Linked DNA regions of Callithrix jacchus: region 2 is linked to region 1. The links are chromatin contacts, called in public Hi-C maps. All regions are on one chromosome and are shown on one strand. The core of a region is the stretch at or near the end of the contact, and the rest is flanking DNA. Distances in the headings are between cores, read along the strand shown. Region 1 has its middle 370 kb from the start of BCOR. Region 2 overlaps LOC108589963 (a long non-coding RNA gene).

What was found. A called contact is a pair of places that touch in the nucleus more often than the background predicts.
Region 2: a Hi-C map of induced pluripotent stem cells shows a contact between it and region 1, with 2.6 times the contacts expected there. The contact joins two enhancer-like sites. A contact is called at or near these places in 2 of 3 Hi-C or Micro-C datasets (induced pluripotent stem cells and skeletal muscle).

What each region holds. Positions count from the first base shown.
Region 1 is chrX:40,659,930-40,662,451 of calJac240_pri, forward strand. No RefSeq gene overlaps it. Among named protein-coding and RNA genes, the nearest start is that of BCOR, 370 kb to the right of the region's middle. Within about 2 kb of position 1,267, at least 2 of the 16 cell types and tissues checked have an H3K27ac peak or open chromatin away from gene starts, as enhancers often do.
Region 2 is chrX:40,852,176-40,854,697 of calJac240_pri, forward strand. It overlaps LOC108589963 (a long non-coding RNA gene), which reads left to right. Exons shown (of 3, transcript XR_001909314.4): 2 at 1-197; 3 at 473-636. Among named protein-coding and RNA genes, the nearest start is that of BCOR, 170 kb to the right of the region's middle. Within about 2 kb of position 1,261, at least 11 of the 16 cell types and tissues checked have an H3K27ac peak or open chromatin away from gene starts, as enhancers often do.

The DNA.
Region 1 (2,522 bases), core at 17-2,516:
ATGTTCCCCCCATAACCTAATCTGGACACTGAGGAAGGAGGAGGCCACACACACCGTTCAGTGCTAAGCAACAAGGTGCAGATGGGTGAATCAGGCCACCGCCAGGCTCTAGACTTCTGTGGAAAGCTTACCTCAAGGGATAAATGCCTAACATTTGCATATTCAAGTTAACCAGTGGGGAACTCAGGGTATCTTGTCTGTGATTGGTGGGATGACTTAGGGACTTCCCATGGATATCACTTCTGCTGTGAGTCCAGGCCTGGTAGCAATGGATAGCTGACTCAGCAAAGAGGGTTAATTGACAAGAGTTCAGTAACGGGACTATTTACAGATTGCAGAAACCTCAAGGGATAGGGAAGTACACTGGGACTGGCAACAGTGGGAAGCTGCCACCACTCCCTGGACTGAAGGCGCCAGGGGCAGGGGCTGTCAGCAAAACCTGGAAAGAGCTGTAGGTGAGGGGTGCTATGAGAAAAGGAACGAAGCCACTGCCAAAAGGACAGCCCAGCTGTGGAAATAAATACTCAACTTCTGACTCTTCCTATCTGCTTCCCATTGGCCAACCCAACCAGAAGCCAGTGACCAAGGCAAACCAAGGGATCCAGTCCACAAAGATCAAGGATCAGCCTCCTGGGCACAGAAAGTGGGTGGGGTGGCGGGAGAGCAAACAGATCTGCCCCACAAATATGATGCTGCCCCCACCAGTCTGGTGGCTTGAAGAGGATGTGCCAGAGACCACTCACCTCCATGAGGCTGCCCCAGTAGAACAAACCACAGGCTGGCTGTGGGCCTAGAGGCAGGCAGGCCAGCCGGAGCCTGACAGAGCTATACCAGAGTCAAAGGAGAGCCATCCAAGACCGTCCACTTGACCTAAATGTGACGTGGGTAGGGATGTGTCTTACCTACACCAATGTCCAAATTAAGCCCCTGCACAAGTGTGGATTTTACCTTGAGGCTAATAAAGCTTAAAGTTCAGGGCCTTGACTCTCATAGTCCCTTTCCAAAGCCCGGGTAGGATCCTAGCAGTTATCATTTGTATCTCTGCACTGTTTTTCCTCAAGGCCGCCCCAACATTCATGTAACTTTTAGGCCCCCAGACTTGGATCTGACCCTGCAGCTGCATTAAGAAGAGATTGGGCTGCTACTCTGCTTTCCCCCTCCAGGGGGTAAGCCCATTCTCGGGGTCCAGGAGGGCAGAAGGGACTATGCCTTCCCCCAGAAGGGGTTTCGACTCTGCTCTGCTTCTCTGGGAGGAGCATTTCCCAAGCTCCTCCTCTTTATGGTGTTCTGGGAGAGGGTTAATAGGCATGGGGGGAGGAGGCCTCTTGTGGCCCAACACTACTGGAAAGATTGGCGGCCTCTCCTCTGCCCCCCACCCACCAACCTCCGGAAGATTCACAATGTACATTAGCATAGTAAAGGCTCCAGATAAAGAAAACGTTTGGCTTTGTTTACTGTGGGGGTTGCCCACACTTCCTGGAGCTTAAGCTGAAAGCGAAAGGATGAGTAGGTGTCTGATAGGAGAGGGTTTTAGGCTCGAGGGTACAGCCCCAGCAAAAGCCCGGAGAACTGGAAGAAGTTGCAGCTGAAAGGGAGAGTTTGAGGTGGTGGAGCTGGGAAGGATGGACTAGAGAAGCCCCCCAAGCGGGCCTTTCATCCTGAGGACGCTGGGCTACAACACGCTCAGAGCTCTGAATCAGAGCTGCCCTGAAGCAGAGGCAGAGCTCCCAGCTCTCTGAAGACTTAGCATGCTGCTGTTTGCATCCTTCCATCTGTAAGCGATGTTTCAGGCTGGGCAAAAGTTGTCCTCATAGAGTTTCTCCCTCTGCCTCTGCTTGCCCCAGAGCTGGCAGAACCACAGCACCCAGTGGCCCCGGGCTGCAAAGGGCATGAGGACTTCAGGCTGGTTTCCCAGAAACAGGAGGGTTTGTAGATAACCCTGACTCCCTATGACCAAAGGCACCGTTCCCAAAACGCCTGCACATGGAGCTGTAGCCTAGTGCTGCCAAGTAAAGTTTGATTCTGGAAAAAACAATTAGCCTACAGGGGTAGCAGTAGCTGCTTCCGAAGTTCTACAGCCCAGGCCACCACTGGGTGCTGGCCTCAGTCCCATGAGCCTTCAGCACTGCCAGTGAGAAGTGATAATTCAGATTTATCGTCTTCTAGAAAGGTTGGGGGACACATTCCTCCATGCCACTCTCCCCTAGTCGAGGGCCTGTCCTTTCTCTCCAGTGAATAGTATCTCTGGCCAGAGAGGGACCGGACCAGGCTTTGCTTTCCAGCCTCACATAAGCGCCCTCCTGATGTCAAATATGACACATTCTTCAAGCTAGTGACCTCTGCCCCCACCTTAAAAAAACAGCCCTCTACTTCATCCATCTTTGGGCTGATGACTGCTTTTTTTCAAGCAAGTGCGGACTCTAGCAGTTCTGTTTTCCAGTGATGCTTTTTCTCCTCCTTTCCATCCAATTTGGTGTCATCTGTGTCTCTGACTGAGCAGGGCTCCCCAGTCTCCTGGCTCA
Region 2 (2,522 bases), core at 11-2,510, 190 kb after region 1:
TTTTGTAAAATATTTAATCTAACTCAGACAATTTCCTGCAGGACCTAACTGGACCACCCCACTTACTGAGCCGCTGCCAAAAAGGATGCTTGACTGCAGACTGGCAACCAGAGGCCTTCCAGCCGCCTGGCTGGCCTTGACCTCTGCTCAAGGCGCCAGGAAGACCCTTCCTGGAATCCAGAGAGGCTAAGACCTGGGTAACTCTGGAGGTCTAACCCCATGAGGAAGAAGCCCAAAAAATGGAGTTAAAGACGCTTTTCACACCACCGATTGTTGTCTGTGGCCCTAGCCCTTCTGTGACCCTGGCCCTCTCTGAACCCTCTAAAATGGGCATGAGGATGTCTGTCTCACCTTCCTCCGGGTGTTACGCATTTTGAAGTCTGGGCACTATGGGAAAGGCAGAGGCTGGGCGTCCCCCAGCGCCCTCCACTCCCCCCCACCTTCACTGTTTTCTTCGACATTATCTCCCTAGAGAACACAGCAAGCGGGAGTGGGATCCTTCAACTCCGCTGAGTCTCAACTCCTTCCAAACGTGAGGCTGTCGGGGAGAACTCCTGCTCTGCCCAGTTTCCATTCCCGCCTCCAGAATAACGAGCCGAAAACATGTGTACTGTAAATAAAGCCTGTCTAAATAAAGCACTTGGGTAAAGGCTACCGAGAAAACACTCCGCACCGCTCTGTGCTCAGAGCGTGAGTCAGCTTCCCAGCCCTGGGGGAACAATGGGGACTCTGCCAAGGGTCCCCTTCTGTCGACCCCTGAAGGCCCCCAGACCCGTTCGGGTTGCGGGGGTGCCGGCACCCTGGGACCTTCGGCCCCGAGGGTCGGGAGGGGTAAGGGCCCACCTGGCGACCGGGGTTGGGGTCCAGTCCCTGAATTAGCTCGGCCAGGAATCCCTCTGCCCGCAGCTGCCGCGGAGGGGATGAGGGTTAAACAAACACCGGGCAGAGGAGCGAGCCTGTGGGCTGCAGCCGGCGCGGCGCGACACGACGCGGGGAGGGGACGGGAGGCAAGCGGGAGCACGCTACCGAGCCTCCCGACGGGAAGACGCCTCCTCCCCGCGCCAGGCCGGGCTCTCGCCCACTCGGCTGGCCGCCTCTACCCCCTGGCCTCCCAAGTCTCAGCGGAAAGAAACGTAGAGGCTGCCAAAAGCACCCCATTCCTTTTATTATCCCCGTAGGCCCATACACATACACAAGCCACCACACACACACACAACAGGCACACGTGTGCGGGAAACGTAGATGCTTTGCCTCCATCGCTCGCAGAGTGAGCACCAAAGCCGAGGGAAACGGCACCCCTGTGGTGGAAGACAGTGTTGGGACTCGTGGTGGCCTCCACGCTACGTCTCCTATCCCGACCTCTGGGTTTCCTCCTGGGTTTCTTGCGGCTTCGTTCCGACTGGTGCAGTGGCCTCTGCTCTGGTATGGGCAGGCGGTTTCCTCGCGCCCGGTGACCTTAAGGGTCAGGGATCCACCCGGTAGGCCCGTGGTTTCCGGAGTCGCGCGGCCAGCCCTTCCTCCCAGCCTCTCCGGCCAAGGCCGCACTCAGCCGCCCAGCCTGGTCGGGCTCAGCTAGTCCGCTCCTCGCCCGGAGCAGGAGCGCGGTTGGTGAAAAGCACCCGGGGCCTCACCCACGCCTTGTGCACACGCGCCCCACCAGTGCTGGAGCGGTGCCCCAACAGCCAGAAATTGCCAAATCGTCGCTGGGCAGGGTTGGGGATGAGGCTTTGGGAACCGGGTTTGAGCTGGAGAAGACGAGGAAAACAAGTGAAACGGGAGGGGCGGGGTGGGGTGACGGCTCATAAATCATCCAGCCCCACCCTCAGGCCTCAGTGCCGAGGCGCCCTAGCCCCGCGGGGAAAAGGAGGTTCACTCGGCCACTCCTGGCCGACCTCTGCGCTCTCCGGGAGCCAGCGCCCCACCCTGGGCTCAGGCCGCGCTAGGACCAGCTCCCGGCCCAGATCGTAAACCACCCGCCCGATTCGGCGGAAAGCCGCCCTTGGACACAGCGCGCATCCGCCCAAGGGGAAGTTTATTTATAGCTTGTAAACGTAAAGGAAACCAGACCGCGCTACCTCGCCGCGCTCCGGCTCCTTCGCTCTCCACCTGCCCACCAGGAGGGCGCAACTGGAGGCAGGGGGTGGGTTTGGTTCTATCGCCCCCGCTCCGCTCCCGGGGTAGAACAGGGTCCCAAGAGGCTGGCAAGCCTTACATTCCTCTCGGCGCCTATCCAGTGCCATGAAAGTCAGAGATGGGGGAGGAGGACAGGGCCAGAGCGGAGGAGTGGTTAGGGTGGGGGTGGCCGAGCTGGCCCACTTGGCACGAAAGGGCAGGCAGGCCAGGCGACGCGGCGCGGAATTCCGCAGCTCCCGCTCCGGACCGGGGGAAATCCTGGAGTGCAAGAGAGCCCGGGGAGGGGGCGCTCCGGGAGCCTCTCCTTGAAAGGCGGGATGCTTTCCCCGTTCCTCCCGCGCACGTGTCCTCAGCAGAGCAGGCAAGCACTGCGCGCCTGGGGCTGCGAT